Linked DNA regions of Zea mays: region 1 is linked to region 2. Evidence: chromatin contacts called from public Hi-C data. All regions are on one chromosome and are shown on one strand. Each heading gives the region's core, a stretch centred on a gene start, on an enhancer-like site or on the middle of the called end of the contact. The rest is flanking DNA. Distances are from core to core; before and after follow the strand shown.

Region 1 (5,740 bases), core at 2,347-4,846, 620 kb after region 2:
AGGGAGATATCTCAAAACTAACATAATCCACTGAGATACGCTGCCTATGGGCTATGGCAGCTTCCTGAAAAACTAGAATTTATACTCAAGGATTGTTTGAAGCCTTTATGCTTAAGGACCATTTTCATGTCGGCAAAGGTGTGGAAAGAATCAAATGCTGACTAGCGTTACAGATAACAAAAGAATGGAGCAACATATTTGCTTACCTCATGGTGGTATCTGATTCCACCCTTCATAGGTCCCCTAGCATTATCATGTTGAACCCTAAATCCAACATAGGATGCCAAAGTTCCATCATCTTTTGGGATTGTGCATTCAACCTGCAACCACAAACTGCTTGTTACTCAAAAGTTGAACATACTGTTTCGGATAGGGGGGAAAGCCCAGATGAACCTTATAAAATACTGATCCTGGTTAAGTAAATGTCTTTGTGTGTGTGTGTGTGTGGGGGGGGGGGGGGGGGGGGGGGGGTCATCATCATCAGGAAGACAGGAACCCCCCTGAGCAAGTGAAACAGCGGGAAACAGTTTACCAGATCTAAAAGAACTGTAGTGGATTTATCACCTTGATCTCCCTGAATGGAATGAGCAAGCTCTTCTCCAGCTTGGAGTCGAGGCCCAGCAGCTTAGCTGCCTGCTTGAAGTTCCTGCTGGTTGCTGCCAATGCATTCATCCTGTTCAACGAAATCTCCCTTCAGAAGCACACCTGAAATGTTATCTGGAAGCTCAACGGAATGAGCAAGAACCCAAAAAGCCTAAATACAAGAGCTAGAAGCATAAACAAATCAAACCTGTTCAAGAAAACCAAGGATATATTTTTTCTATCCTCCCAAGGAACAAAAAAAACTATAGTTACTGAGGAGAGTCTGCCCAAGCTCTGGAGGAGTTCAAGGTTAGCAGGTCTACTATATATAGCCGCTTGGTGAGGTTTGGTTTGGTCAAGAAACTACAGGCAGGCTGCTGGATGATAATAGTGACAAATCGCGGTTACTTAACTATAGCACAACTTTATTTATTTTATATATACAGTATACGGGTGATTGGGAACTAAAGTCACTGTTCTCGTTCTTTTCTGCTAGAATAATCTGCTGTCAAGCTATGTGAATTCAGGGATCTGGTCATGAATTCATGATTCAGATAGTCCGAAAGAGGTCAGGCCCTCACTGCTTCTTTTCGTATAAAAGCACCCAGCATTTCAGCCGTAAAACAAGTAAAAATGGGTGTTCAAGAAAGTCTCTCTCCACTCCAGCAATAGAAATATGCCCAACCGATTAGATCTACAAATTGTACTAGGCCTGGTGACATAGGTCTGTACTGATTGTACAGCCAGTGTCACATGCTGAGTATTCAATTGCTGATTTTCAGCCCGCGAAGAGATCACATAAGGAGATTTTCTTTTAAGTAGTAAAGAAAATAACTGAGGTTGCCTTTTTTTTAAATTGAACTCAGATGTGTCAATTTCTGTTTACAAAGGAGAGGGGTTAGGTACAAGAGACCTAAAGCAACTGTACAGGCAGAGCAAAGAGAAACACTGAAACAGCCACAAAACAAAAGTTACTACGGTTGCCATAGTATAGCGAAAAAAGTTTGACTATAAATGATACTGGTAACATTATCTGTGGAGATTCAGAAATGCCACCGAGGATATGCAGTCTTGAAAAGGCACATGGCTGACTCAGCAATGACAAGCCATGGACTTATTTAGGCCTTACGTGTTGCATTTGTTAGTACAATATACTAAATAAATCACAAGTTTGTCATGGATTGGTGGAAGGTTGCCTTTGCCCCCCAAAATCAAGGATTATGTTCAGAATTCAGACAATGCATTGCACTTGACATGTCTGTGCTGTGCAGCATGTGTAGCATATATGCCATTATAGGCCAAATGATGTGCTGGAAAGATCACATGCCCTGAGTTAAGCAGGGCAGGCTCATTTTTTTTTCAAATAAACAGACCTATATATTTGCATAAAAGATAAAATATACCTGTTAGAGTAGTGTATGTGAGCTTGCCCCCCATAGTTAGGATAAGATCGTAAGAACAAATCAAGAAAAGAAGATATGCTCTCCCAACCCGATAGACGAGAGCGTATTCCGAAAGAACAAATCAAGAAAAGAAGATATGCTCTGTCCTAGACCCTTGCTCTCAAGAGTAAAGACGAAATGGAGTGGCCTGGCAGCCAAAATTCAAGCCTCTAACTTTAGGGTGTGTGTATTATAAAAAAATCGGCTAGGGATGAAATGACTGCCCTCTCGGTATTATTATATTAAGAAGAGACAAAAACAATAGTTCTGGCCGAGAAAATTATCGAACTCTGGCCCTTTATTATTAACGAGTCGTGCCAACCATCTACTCTGCAATGGCCCAATCAGAAGGTGGTGTATAAAACATCGTAAACCGAGAGCGGATGAGACACAACAAGGGAATTTATTTAATACAGTCAGAAAATTCGTCCACGAGAGAAATCAAACCTAGGATTTGGAGATGCTAGCGGGGCCGTGTATTACAATACCATTTTAGTTTTGTCTGTTTGTTTGGCTTTAATCCGTACCGGCTTGTATTGTTTATACAGTATTTTTGTCTCTATGGATTGTAACTGCAGCAGTCTAAACAGCCGGTTTTAATCCGAAGCTCTCGTAAGGTGAATTTTCAGAGATAATCTGCCGAATCTTCTAATTCCCACTGAAAGCTAGGAGGGCACTGTCTATACATGATGAATTAAAGTGTTCAGACGCAAAGCATGATCCTGCAGGGTGCAGGCGTCTGAAGAATAAGACAAGTTGATGATTTACACGATTTCATTCGAAGTGATATAGCATACGACTGGTGACATGTGAAGCCAATGGAACATGATACGTGTGTATGTGTGTGTATTTGCTGGACGAAGGGGGAGAGAGAGAGAGAGAGAGAGAGAGAGAGAGAAGGCGACCCATAATAATTTGAGATTCTGCCACAAACCAAACAGGTGAGGTCAGCCAAGCCAAGCACTGTTCTCTAGAATTAGCAACAGATTCAATTTTTGAAGAGAACGGAGCGACGCACGTTGATCGCATGGTGTACCAATCATGTAAAGAAGAATAAACTCCCGTGCTAAAAAAAATTTAGAACCGGAGGCAACCCCAGCAGCAAGTTTCGGTTGACCTAACTAGTTGCGCCAGCCAACAAGGTAGGGGGGGCGTTGTCGATCGCTGCAACTGTAGCAATAAATAAACTAAGACCGCAAGAAGAAACTTTGAGGCTCTCGTCGTCAGATCATCAATCTTCGCACCGGTTTCGCCGAACTGCTGAATCAGGCAAAACACGGACGACGGCGGCGAGAACGAGCGCGGAGAACGGGCGCAGGCGGAGAGCCTTACAGTTATTACAGTCGGCGGCTAGCAGCGCGGAGACCGGAGCAGCGACGCGGGCGAGGAGTTCCACCGCCGGGTAGTGTGCGGTGCGTCGTCCGTGCGTGCCGTCGGAGCGGGGGGGTTGCGCGGGGTTTTATAGGAGACACTCGTGCGATGCATGGAGAATGGGGGGGAAATACTCTGTGACTGTGCCCCAGGCGGCGAGGAGGATAGAGTGTGTGGGGGGAGGAGTTGGGAACTGGTGCTGGGTGGGGGGTTTCTCCGGCCGGCGTGGGGAGGAGAGGGAGAGGTAATTGGGCGATGACGCCAGGGCCGACGGTGCTTGCAATTGGCAGAATTGGATCCGCCTGGGATTCCAATTCCAACTGCTTTGGGGTTGGGTTGGGTTGGGTTCGGTGCGTGCGTGTATCTCATTCCATTTCCATCCCGTGTTTTCTTTTTCTCTGATCTGATGAATGACGGCAAGAAAGAGCGGGGGAGCTTTGGCACCTTCGCCGTCGTCGTCGATGATCTGACGGTTGGGTTTCACCCGTTTCTCCGGCTTTTTCTGACGGAAAAGGGCATGCCACTGCCATGGAGTGGAGAGGAGTACGTCCAGCAGGTCCAGCCTCGTCGTGATGACGGCATGACGCGGCATTCCAACCCTTATTATTTAGCACTGTATACGGAGAGATGCCAATAGTTACCCGAAACTCGAATAATCAATAGATTTTATCCGATATAAAGATGGATACGAGAAGTTTTCTATACTGGGTATACCTGCGGTATATTAATGGGTAAAACATCTACTCTATATAAAAGCGATATAAAAGCGCTGCGGGGTTTTATTTACAAGTTCAGTCGTGTTCCTGGAATTGATGATTGGAATGTCTCCTAAGTCCTGATAAGTGTGATCAACGTGGGACGTACACCGTCGTCGTTATCCCCATGGAAGAATCGTACAGCGTTCCAAAATCCCAGCCAAAATGCGTGCACGGTCACGATGGGAACATATATCCTGCATAGGAATGGCAACGGGGAAATCCCCGTCGGGTTTTGGCTCCCCGTACCCCGTCTCCGCGACAAAAAAAATTCTCCCGCGGGAATTCCCACGAACTCTTGCGGGGGCTTTTCTTCCCCATCCCCGTTCCCCACGGGGATAAATCCCCATCGGGGATCCCCGTCTCCGCTTAAATTATAATTATGACACACTTTCTTTGTTATTAATACAAAACATTATCACTTATATACATTGTCAGATGTTAGAACTCATTATGTGTACATCAAAATAACAAATTTATACAATGAGTTATCTCTTAACAATATAATTATTTATGTTTATTATTATATATTACATGAAAACATCATCATATATAAGTTTAACGGGTCCCCGCGGGGAACGGGGATGGAGAATGTTTCCTTATCCCGTCCCCGTTTACCCATCGGGGGAGGATTTTTCCTCGTTTACATTCCTATGGGGGGAGAACCTTCCTCATCCTCATCCCCTAATGGAGGAATTCCCCGCGGGGAATCGTGGATCGGGGCCCATTGCCATCTCTAATCCTGCATCATCCGCGGTTGCCAAAACAAAGCTCAAACACACACACAAACGGGGAACCACGTCATGAATATGATGCGATCTGCATGCAAGTTGGCCGCTTTAGAATTTACGTGCTCCTCTCTCCTTCCCATGTCATTCCCATTTTTAAAAAAAGTAAGTTCGTTCTAGCTTTCTTAACCGATAATTTCTCCGTTTCGTTTTAGTTGTCGCTAGATAGTGCAAAATTGAACTATTCAGCGACAACTAAAAACAAACGGAGGGAGTATAAGGTAGTCGATCTGATCAATTTTTATACTATAATAAAAGAATATAATATTTATGTTATTGGGAAAATATCGTTAGATTAATTATTAGCTGTACTTTTATCGTAAATATCTGTTTGATGTTACAGATACCTACAATACTCTGTATGTTTTTTTTATCAGACCTGATACACGTCTTAAACCTCCAAAACAAAACCAAAACAAAACAGAAAAGTTTGAACAGACATACAATTTGAAAGACGGGAGGAGTACGAGATTCTCTCTCGTGATTAGGTAGAGATTACTCTACCTAGTACATTCTTAATTCTTTACTAGGTGAGTGCCCGTGCGTTGCAACGGAACCGTATAATAACACAATAACCAAAGAATGAGATAGAGATTTGCCTGTTTCCATTATACGAGTGTACTGAATATACATGTAAATGAAACAATTCCTGAACTAATGGACCAAAAACTGGAACATGTATCCAGTCCAAGAATTGTACACCACCAATCAAGTAATCCCTTCCCAACTCATCAGTCACAACCTCCAACCTAGGGCCTAATGAATCAATATGTATCATAGTGCAAAATGAACAAGAATTTGG
Region 2 (5,667 bases), core at 1,295-3,794:
ACATTAAAAAAAACTAAATATGGTGTTATTCAAAGTTGACTTTAAAAGAACATGTGACAAAGTGAATTGGGACTTTTTACAATATACTTTGGTTCACTCTTCGAATGAAATGTTTCTCATATAAACGTTGTAGTTACACCCAATCCTTCATACGATGAGAAAACATGGGTATCGAGATTCGCTTTCAAAAAAAGGCTGAGAGATATAAGACAATCATCTATCCTTATACTAATATGATGGTGGATATGTCGGTGATCATAAATTATAGAGCCAATAAAGATGGCCGTGTCTCATTTGGTAGATAATGGTCTTTCTATCTACCAGTATATCAGTGACATGGATTTGTACAGGATGGATCTCGAGATCGAGAACTGAAAGTAAGCAAATAAATGACACATGAATTTAGACAGCTTTGGGCTCGCGACATGAGGTAATATCCAACGTTTGTATGTTGGTGGCTACTGGTTATGATATAATGATTTGCCCTAGGTGGGCACTATACCCCCTCATTTATAGTCTAAAGAGGTACGATTGATTCATAGATTACAAGAAACTTATATCGTCGTCAACTATATATAAGAACGAAGATCGGTTTAAAACAACCCTCTCTACGATAAAGGAGAACTATCTCTGTTTTTACATGTGGATTCCTTATAAATCATGGTATCCAGCTGTTACAAAAATACTACCCTTATCACGAATCATCATTTCCCCTTATTTGTTCATGCGACAACATTCGAAAGAGGTCACACTAAAAATCCACTTATGTGTGGGAAAGTAACAAGCTAGGCTATACAAGTTTTACTCGATCGAGAGCTTCACCCTTAAGTGGGCTTCCCTTACGTGAGGCTTCAACAAGGATTAGACGAAAGCTTGTGTGTTCACGATACCTCGATAAAATTATAAAAATATCGAAGTCATCGATAGGAGCTTGTATATCTATTTCACTTAAACTTTCAAAATTACGTTTTGTATTGTTTTTTTTCTTTAGTTGCTAGGCTAGTGAATATATTTAAAAACTAGTTGCATCACTTTTTATGGTAGGGATAACAACATTTAGTCAAAATGTGGTTATCACATGAGATAATTTATTTATTGCTTATGTTTTAACTAGCAACATTTAATTTCTTCATGTTTGTCATTGTTTCCAATGGAATACTTAGAGCATGTTTGTTTCCTTGGAGGATTATATAATCTAACTTATTTTGTACAGATTGTACAATCCATATCATATAATTCAGTTTACCTAATTTTTATTATAGATGTTTGTTTTCATAAAAAATTAGTGGTAAAAAGCCAAATAGTAATATAAAATAGGCATCTAATGACCAACTTATGGACTATCATGATCTATATACCTAGACTATATAATCCACTTCAATAATATGTGTTGTTTGTTTGTCTCTTAACTTATTTAAACTGAATTATATAATCTAGAGGGTAGACAGACAGGAGTTAATCAAGACTTTATCAGCTAGCAAATCTTCACACCCCGACTAAAATCAATGTTAAACAATTTCAGGTGAACTATTATTGGCAACTAAAATGGTGCCCATATAATCGACACATGGTGTACTAAATCATCGAGAACCTTAATGCTTGTTTGTTTCCTTGCATAACTATATAATTCAGCTAATTTTTTATAGATTATATAATCCAGTTCATATAATCATATTAAAGATGTTTCTTTACATAAATTATTAGCGGGTAAAAAACTAAACAATAATCTAAAATAAGCATATGATGATATGTTTATGGATTATCATAATCTATGTAGCTAGATTATATAATCCACTATAATAATTTATACTATTTGTCTTTGTCTGAATTTATTTAAGATGGACTATATAATATATAATCTAAAGTGTAATCCACTCTAATAATCTATACTATTTGTCTGTCTCTAAATTTATTTAAGATGGACTATATAATCTAAAGGGTAAACAAACATAGCATTAGGTGTTGAGAACGTTAGATGAGAGTTGTTGCCGGACAACTGAGGCCTATTTGAAACTCAGGAATTTCACATGAATTTCACAAAAAAATTATTTTTAAAACATAGAAAACAAGAAAACTTCCAGCGTTTCAAAGAAAGACGTAAGGTGAACCTATATATTCATTCTCCCAGTGGCCGAGAGAAACGACACGAGTGAGCGCTCCGTGCGCTACCATTGCAGCCAGTACTCGCTAGCTCACGAGTAAAAGAGTTACTTTCTTGTTAACAATATATTTAGAGCCTATTTGTTTTGGAATTATAATCTACCCAGTTCGATAGATTATAATCCCAAACAGGCTCTTATTATTTTGCTGATATTTACTTGGAGCTGCCCTTATCGTGTTGTTATATGGAAATAACATTACAAATCAGTGCATGTCCAAATGCTAATAACAAACAGGTCAAGACTGGGCTTTCTTTGCGGAGTTCTCCTCGAGCATCGGACGAAACCAGGCCCACGGCCCACCTCACTTCGCTGGTACATGCCCGGCATCAGAGTTACTGACATATGGACCACACCTGTCAGAAAAGATAGCCGGAAGCCGGAAAAACCCTCGTCTCCCGTCTCGGAGCGGCGGAGTACGCACCTATCAGTCCCAAGTTCCCGCCACACACCTCTCCATTCCCCTCCCGAAGTCCCGATCCTGTCCTCAAATCCCATTGCTCTATCTTCTCTAGCGGCGAGTCGAGGCGGGGAAGACGAGCTAGCGGCGAGGATGTTGTGGGTAGATAAGTACCGGCCGAAAACCCTAGACAAGGTCACCGTGCACGACCAGGTTGCTCAGAACCTCAGGAAGTTTGTAAGTGCCCGCAATCTGCGCGTATTCGATAATCTAGGGTTTCCCCTATTTTAATGTGCCGCTATAATCACAAGTGGTTTTGTTTGGTCAGGTGTCGGAGCAGGATTGCCCGCACCTGTTGTTCTATGGGCCGTCGGGGTCCGGGAAGAAAACCCTAATCCTCGCGCTCATCAAGCAGATGTTCGGCGCTGGCGCGGAGAAGGTGCATATTTTTTAATGATTGTCCGGCTTTTTCCATGTTGAGGCCGTGCTTTGATGTTAACACTTCCCTTTTCCTGTTATTTTTTTTTAAATTTTTTTGTGTCTCAGGTTAAGCTGGAGAACAAGACATGGAAAATCGATGTAAGTCCAATTATTTGATAGCCCCATCCTCTTTCTAATTAGTGACACTAGCAAATTTCAGATGGTGTGTTGAATACTTAAAGAAATACCGTGTGCATTAGGGTTGGTGCCAGCACACCATCACTCTCTCGTCCCTGCCATGTCAGTTCTCGATTCCACTCTTACCCCTGTCGCTTCGGTGCACAGGCTGCAGCAGTCTATAGCCTCATTCCGTTGAGAATAGTCTCACATTGTGAGTTGTGAGTGAGCAAACATGTTTTATATGGTCGATGGTGCAACTCACTAATGTGCTACTTTTTTTTGGGGGAGGTGGGGGGGGGGGGGGGTGGGGGGCGTTGGCCAACAAACCTAAAATGTGTTGGACCTAGTGCATTCTCAGACAAATATTGGCTCACAATGTGTGAGTGGGAGATTGTTGAGAATAGTCCCACATTGAGAGTTGTGGATGGGCAAACACGTTATATATGGTTGAGGGTGCAACCCCTAATGAGCTAGCTTTTTGGGGGAAGTGTTGGCCCAACGGACCTAAAACCCGATATTGTGCGTTTGGGCACATGTGTTGGGGCCCGACGGCTTGGGTGTGTGTGCGGGTGCACTATGTGTGTGTAGGCGACCCGGCGGGCGCGCAATGTGTTGGTGGTCCGGTTCCAACACAACCCACAACCACATCAACTTTTCTATTTCAGAATTAAGTAATCATGCAGATTTGTTTCAACGCTTACAAATCACCGACTAGGAAGGGTAGATATCGTTGTCAAGATATCAAGATAGTATCCCCTATTGTATCTGTATCCATTAACCATGAAGTTCACTACGGGTGCTTGACCTCGAAGGACATTGTTGGACCCGGCCACTCTAAAAAAAGCATGCCAAAGACTGAGCCGACCCAGAGCATCTTCTCTTTGGGTGAAAAATGTGGAGAGTATTCACCTAATTCATGCATAATACTCAAAAAAAGTTGTTGCCTCATGCGATACCTGCGTCGAAAGTAATTCAGAGGATACACACAGTCATCGGCGAAGTAGTCCTGATGAAGCCGATCATGGGTAGAGTCACTATCACGTTTGATGTAGCGTCGATGGCGCTTGGGCTGTCTCGACGACTCTTCATTGAGCTTGAGCATAGCCTCCTCTATGGCTGCTTCCAATGCATTGCACGTTGCACTTCCGGCTCCTTCACTTGAGTTTGTGCTTGAGGAAGACATGACGTGAAGATGAGTAGAAACGAGGAATTTGGAGGAGAGAAATGAGATGAGATGGTGTACAATGACTTCCAACAGGGTAGAGCATTTATAGATGGATTGCAGATGAAATTTGTGTTTTTTTGCAAAAAAAAAATCAATTTTTTTGGACTCCAAACGTTCACAAACGTCTAGTATGCATGGCACTTACGTCAGCTAGATGGACCAAACACATGTCGCTCTCGCCCCACCATATCGCCCGTGCCAACACAATGCCCGCCTCTCGCCCTAGAACTCATCAACGATGTGGCTGTGCGCCTGGAGCTACCCCCGCAGGCTAGCATCCATGACGTGTTCCATGTGGGCACCCTCAAGAAGTTCATTGGTGTGCCTCCAATAGCTCCACCGGCCCTACCGCATATTCACCGTGGCGCGGTGGCTCCAACACCAGTTCGTGTCGAGCGCGCTCGCTTGGCACGCGACGTTCGCCAGCTACTCGTCCACTGGCGCGGCGAACCACCGGAATCAGCCACCTGGGAAGACCTTGACGCTTTCTGCGAGCAATTTCCGGACTTTCAGCTCGAGGATGAGCTAGACCTTGAGGAGGGGATAGATGTCATGTGGGGGCACCACTATACCAGGCGCCGGCGAGCATGAGATGTCTGCCGCGCTGCTGAGCGCGTTGGGCGGGCGCAAGAAGCCATCGAGAGTGGATAAAATTAGGAAAGAAAAGATTATATTAGCTTTATCTATTTCCTTAAGAATAGGAGTGGCAGTTAAGGTCTTTGGCTACTTATCCTTGTAACCAACCGACACTTATCTCCTTAAGAAAAGGAGTGGCAGTTGAAGCCTGGGGGCTATTTATTCTTGTAACTGGCACTATCGAATCAAGGAAGAATTTCCCATCTAATCTTCTCTCCTACTCTCGTTAAGCCACCAACAGAGGGATAAAACCTCGCGGTGAGGACTGGAGCGCGGCTACGAGTTACATAGACGTGGTCCTGCGTTGTTGGTTGCCGAGGCACTTGACACAAGGTCGCGTCCGCGCGGGGGGGGGGGGGGGGGGGATAGGGCGGCTGCCCTGGCCCGCGTCGGTGGCTGCATCCACAGAGGAGAGGGTCGGCGTCCATGGAGGCGGGGCTCTGGAGCACGCCGCCTTGGAGGGGCGGCTGGTGACTTGGCTAAAGCTGTCGGCGGCTGGGGTGGGGAGGGAGGAGAGAGAAAAGTGGAAAACTAACCTAGTTGTATACCATGTGGGAAACCCTAACTCAGGGTTGGGTATTGTATTAATAGACAAGTCAGGCCTATTACACAAGGTAAACCCCAAAACCCTAAACGGGTACTCTAGC

Evidence for each region. Hi-C and Micro-C count contacts between places; a contact is called where the count stands out from the background.
Region 1: a Hi-C map of ear shows a contact between it and region 2, with 1.7 times the contacts expected there. The contact joins the promoter of LOC542220 here to the promoter of LOC100193357 in region 2. A contact is called at or near these places in 2 of 25 Hi-C or Micro-C datasets (ear and tassel).

Annotation. Positions count from the first base shown.
Region 1 is chr1:294,104,062-294,109,801 of Zm-B73-REFERENCE-NAM-5.0, forward strand. LOC542220 (glutamic dehydrogenase 1) reads right to left here and starts at 3,597. Exons shown (of 10, transcript NM_001254781.1): 1 at 3,357-3,597; 2 at 565-717; 3 at 207-320. The coding sequence starts at 672.
Region 2 is chr1:293,482,139-293,487,805 of Zm-B73-REFERENCE-NAM-5.0, forward strand. LOC100193357 reads left to right here and starts at 2,545. Exons shown (of 11, transcript NM_001138489.1): 1 at 2,545-2,796; 2 at 2,888-2,998; 3 at 3,106-3,138. The coding sequence starts at 2,713.